Regions from separate parts of the Mus musculus genome. Here region 2 is linked to region 1. A link is a contact called in public Hi-C data. All regions are on one chromosome and are shown on one strand. The core of a region is the stretch at or near the end of the contact, and the rest is flanking DNA. Distances in the headings are between cores, read along the strand shown.

Region 1 (2,707 bases), core at 24-2,523:
GCACCTGGAGGCAGAGACTTACAGACGCTGTGGAGGATGGAGGACCACAGCTAACTGGCCTGTTCTCCATGGCTTGCTCATCTTATGTTCTTATTCAAGACCAGCTACTCCAGGATGGTACTGACTGTAGTCTGCTGGGCACCTCCCACACCCATCGACAACCAAGGAAGAAGTCTACAAGCCAATCTGATTCCTGGGTGGCTTTAATTTCTGTCAAGTTGAAGCAGTCTAACTAGCACATATATTAAGGGAATTAGTCTATGATTATCATATTTCTAGGAAATATCTTTCCTGGCTATGGTACCTTTGTTTCATAGTTTTTCTTTCTATTGTAGCCAATTTGATCATTATTTTAATTCGATGTCCATTTTATATTATACTTTCTCTAAACTGTACAAAATATATTTTTTTCCCAATTTGGCATCTGTAATTTGCTCTTCGATTTTGTTCAGCTGCCTCAAAAAACATAGCTCTTTACAAAAGATTTTTAATCATTGACATTTCAGCGATCCTGTCTTTATGTCACTGCTAATTTGAGATGTTAAAGTTGACCTCTAAAGAGTACACCCAAGTCTTGTGTCTGTCAATACAAAAGCTGACAATGTTGTCTCCCAGAGTAGCGTGCACTCTATATCCGTCCTTCTGCCATTCAAAACCCCATGATAGAACTGGATGTGTATCCCAGTGGTGTGAGGCACGCTGAATTCAATCCTAACTGCGCAGCATCAAACAGCAAATTCTACACAAAAGGGAAGTAAGAAGATGGCATGAAAGATTAAAAAGTATACATAGCTATAGGCAAATAAAAGAGTAAAATTTTATAGAATATTACATATAACTATGAAAATATATTTGAAATGATGAAAGAATTGATTTACTTAGAAAAATATAATTAATCAAAATTGAACAAAGAAATTGAATTGGTCAGTTTTCATGGAGGAAATGGAGATTTGCCATCGCAAAGGGGACTGAGACATGGCACAGCAGTAGTGGAAAAGTGACATCCACTTTACACTGGTAATGAATGGGCAGATCACAAAATAATAAGGTTTGTAAAACCAACTGCCCGGGGTTCCGTTTAATACAGCAGGCCTGCCAAAGCAAAAAGATGAAAGTGGTCGGATGCCTTCTCATTTCTTTTAAGTTAATGACTGTATAATTTTTCTCCAGAGAAAAGATGTTGTATATAGAAATGAACAGATGTGGGTCTGGGGCCCTGGTTCCACTTTGTTTAATTACTGAATTTTATCTGTTTATTCTAGAAGCCTCCAGATGGCAGCATTTTCCTGTGGAAGAGATGCTGGGTGCTTGTGGCTCAGCTCTGCTTTGCTTTCTAACAGCACCCAGGAGTCAGGCTGTCAACAGGAGGAGACAGGAGGAAAGGTGGGAGACATGTTCCAGAATATTCTGAGCTGTTATACTCTAATGTACCATCCACAAAGAACCTTTGTGAGTTGACAGCTTGCATAGGCAGTTCCCCAACAACCATAATAGAAAGAGGGTTTAATTATTTTATATATATAAAGCAATATATATACCCTGTTTTTATATAACAAAATTTATTGATATATGCATATATATATGTATATATCTTATTTTACTTATTCACTTTACATACTGCCCGTTGCCCTTCTTCTGGTCACCTCCTCCCACAATCTTTTACCCCACCCTCCTGAAACAGGTATTTTATTTTGAGTTAAGTTTGTAACACTCTGGTTAGAAAGCTGATTTGTGTGTGTGTGTGTGTGTGTTTTGTTCTTCACATACCACTTGCACAGAAATGATTTTTATTTTTCATATTTTAAACCTTGGGCAGTGAAGAGTCAAGATTGCAATCACGCAGACGCTAACACTCAACCCTTATTAACTGCAATCGTCATGGTGTGGCGACCCCCAACCATAACATTATTTCGTTGCTACTTCCTAACTGTGATTTTGTTGACGTGATGAATCATAATGTAAATATCCAATGTTCGACCCTTGTGAGGAGCCGGGACCCACAGGTTGAGAACCACTGCTGCGGAGCCAGTCCTCGGCGCTCTGCTTATCATGGCATTCTCTGGTCCCAACATCCCGCTTCTCCTCACACCTGGAGTAAACCAGAGGCCTTCGATGCCTCTGAACCATCTGCCCTTCCCGCCCCTCTCAGCATCTTCTGTCACTTTGTTGTAACGCTGCTCTTTCTTCCTTGAATGCAATTATGTCTTTTCTGTGTCAGGATCTTCGCTTCCCAGCACCTCTAGGGTTGTGTGGCTCGCTTACCCATTCAAGTCTTTCAGCTATCATTTTTCAGAGAGTTCTTCCCTGATCACTACCCCCTTCTCTTCATTGTGTCTTTATTCCCCCCATATTAAAATAAAGAAAATATCTGATGCGTTCTCGTGTGTCTTAACCAAACACAATATAAATTCCATGAAAAGATGGGGCTTTTTTTTTCTGTCTTCCTTAATCTATAAAAATGCCCAACATATGCCACATACTAGGTGCTCAATAATGAGTTTGTTGATTGAATGAAAGAACAGAGCAAACTTCAGTCAATTTATATGTCCATTTCATCCGTTTTGATATAGCATGTAGCAAATAGAACACAGAAGCTCAAACTCTGTTGAGAGATAGTAGTAATTGTCAGTACTGGCATCATTTTCTACGTTTTTTTTAATTTTTATTTTGTTCTTTTCATTTCTTACTTTTCTTTTTTTCTTTCCTT
Region 2 (2,719 bases), core at 74-2,573, 290 kb after region 1:
GAGGTTCATCTAAGGTTTCAAGTGCTCTAACAACGATTCACAACTCTTGTGCATTCCACGTTCTTGAAAAAGATATTCCTGGACCATAAATCTGACAAGAGAACTTTATAATTGTTTTCTGAGAAAAAGGGGGAGAGACTCTCATCCATTTTCAACTGTAAGATATCTGTGTCCTTAAAGTATGTTTTGGTTTCTTGGTCTTTGAAACTGACTTAAGTGAATAACCATTTAGAATTTTAAAAAGTATTAATTCTTCTTTGGCTCTAATCTAACTCAAAGGTTTAAGGGTGGGAGGGGAAATGGAGCTGTCAGACTTGTTGCAGGCGACGAATGTGAATGTGGCTGAGCTCACGTACAAGAGGACACTGCCTTAAAAAGCGTGCTACAGCAATCCCGAGAGTGACGCTCCATGAACACCTATCACAGAGCTCCAGATCACCTACTAAGATCTGTTCAGGTCCACCTTACTCCTGTTTTGTACCAAATTGGCAAAGGAGCGCTTCGGAAAACAGCCCTCACTGGAAGAACACATCAGTTTAGGCCCTCGCTTTCTAGACTTTCCTAGAGGTAAGTACTTTCGAGGGGACCGCTCCCAGGACTCGCGGCTCTCTTTGCAGAGCATCCTCATGTTTCCAGAGAATGTCAGCTCGTTAGCGTCTGACACTGCAGGCACAGGAGCGGGAAAGGCAGTTCTGAGCACACCGCAGAAACGCAAAGCCGATTTAAAGGAATCCACGTTACAGCACACGCAAGCAGAGCGCGGGAAGGTAGAGTTCGCTGCACAGCCAGCTCGGGGTGGGAAGGAGAGCCGGCCCTCGCCGGTCCCCCGCGGGCGCTCCACGTTTCGTCACACCTCCTTTCCGGCAGGGCCGCGGGGCTGACCCTTCCGGGCGGCCTCAGCTTATCACCCGGACAGGCTACTTCCCGGCTTTGGCCCCGCGAGTCTCCGGAGTTTCCTGTCAGGCTCCCTCGGTCTCCGCGCCCATCCCACCGCTCAGGCCGACGGCTGGGCTCGGAGAAGCGGGATCTTCTACGCGAGAGACCGCAAGAACAAGCTTCGACGGGAAACAGCACGCAGGGCGGTGGCCACGGCCCACGCCTCCTCACGCCCGCAACTCCAGCCTCCGCCCACTCGCTGAGCTCCGCCCCTCGCGGGTCCGAGCCAATGGGCCGCGCCCGCCTCCTGGGAGGTTGTAGAAGAGGGGGTTGGGGCCGGTGGCAGCGCCCGCCCCTTGCTCCTTCTCATTGGCTAAACTCTCGGGGTGCCCGGAGACCGGAGTGTAGCGGGATTGGCTGTCGAGCCTCGCAACGGTGGCGCCTATTGGCTGGAGCAGTCCCCGTGACGCCGGGTGGCGACTGGCTCCCGGGTCTGAGGGGCTTCTGCTTGTCAGGTTCTAGGTAGGTGCGTTTCACGCCGCCGTCCGTAGGCACCGTTGCCCGGGGCAACGCCCCGGGAGGTGGGAAGGAGGCCGGAAGGCGAGCGCAGCGCGGGGGTAACCGTTCCCGCCTGCAGGGGGGCGCCGGGCTTTTGGCCCAGCGGACGCGGGCTGTGCGGAGGCGCTTCCTCTGCCCTCAGCCAGCTCGGTCCCCTGCCGGGGCTGCGGGGTCACACTCGCCTCATCCTACCCGCGCGACGGAACGTTCCGGGTTGGGCTTGGGTCCGGGCTGCTCACCCGGCCCGCCAGGCCCGCCCCTCCTACCCGCCCGGGACCCGGAGGCTGAGGGGGCGGTGCCGGCCGTGGCGGGCGCTTGGCCCCGCCCCGTCGCGGGTCGCGGGTGTGCGGGGCGTGGGGCGGGGTTGGGAGCTGCTGCGGTGGGGAGCCCGCACCCTTTCCCTTCTTGCGCTCCTCCGACGCTCGCCCACGGTGCCCACACCCCTTCTGGTCTCCTCACCCGTCGCCGCCCTCTCCTGTGGCACCCAGCCCCGAGAGTTCCCGCAGCCCCTTTCATCAGGACCCTCTGACCCTGTGTCGCCTCGCTTCAGCTTCACGTCCCACTGCCCCTTTGGTTCAGGGCAGCCTTTCAGAAGTCCGGCCCAGGGAGACTTCTGGAGGCATCTGGACTTGTCAGGGGTGATTTTTTCCCTAAGGGCTTTTTAGGGGTCTGAGGTATTTGGAGGCACCTTTGTGTCTTCCTTGGACTCCTCTTAAGATCAGCCCTCCGAAAGGAGTTCATGAGATTAGTTTTGGTAAGAGCTAGGGCTCCTTTGAACAATTAAGTTTCCATGAGGTGGTCGCTTGGAACTCTGTGCATTTGTGATTTTTGTTGGGCATGCCATTGCAATTTCAGTTTGTTCGGGCAGCCTTTCATTTTCAATATCTTATGACGTAAGAGCAATGAGGCTTTTGATACTTTTACTTCGGAAGAAGCTGTATATATTCACAATGGTCTCACGGTCACCCTAACATATGCTACTCCAACATGTACAGGAGTTTTCAGGCATTTTTCAGAAAGAACCTTCTCAACCTGAAGTCACCGTATATAAACGTCTGATGTCAGAGAATCTAAAGATAAGGCCCACAGTATTTTAGTGGTTAACATCTAAAAAATACTTTGCAGTCCATCTGTGAAATAAGAACAGGTTTAAAGGAAAAGTATTGCAAAATACATGGTGTGGTTTAGGGACTATTTATATACACACCTGTGTAGGCTTTATAATGGTGTGTGGAAGAGCCAAAGGATGTAAAAAGGTTGAGTGTCCCTTTTACAGCCAAGAAAA

Evidence for each region. A called contact is a pair of places that touch in the nucleus more often than the background predicts.
Region 2: a Hi-C map of embryonic fibroblasts shows a contact between it and region 1, with 3 times the contacts expected there. The contact joins the promoter of Fer here to the enhancer-like site in region 1. A contact is called at or near these places in 3 of 39 promoter capture datasets (the 3T3-L1 cell line and cancer-associated fibroblasts), 1 of 15 datasets of contacts at CTCF or cohesin (the NIH/3T3 cell line), 10 of 484 Hi-C or Micro-C datasets (adipose-derived mesenchymal stem cells, cerebellum, cerebral cortex and 5 more) and 3 of 115 datasets of contacts at active chromatin or transcription factors (the NIH/3T3 cell line, embryonic stem cells and vascular smooth muscle cells).

Annotation. Positions count from the first base shown.
Region 1 is chr17:63,574,493-63,577,199 of GRCm38.p6, forward strand. No RefSeq gene overlaps it. Among named protein-coding and RNA genes, the nearest start is that of Fbxl17, 75 kb to the left of the region's middle. Within about 2 kb of position 1,274, at least 5 of the 459 cell types and tissues checked have an H3K27ac peak or open chromatin away from gene starts, as enhancers often do. A contact at or near this core is called in embryonic fibroblasts, where this site is marked.
Region 2 is chr17:63,862,658-63,865,376 of GRCm38.p6, forward strand. Fer (fer (fms/fps related) protein kinase) reads left to right here and starts at 1,324. Exons shown (of 19, transcript NM_001037997.3): 1 at 1,324-1,398.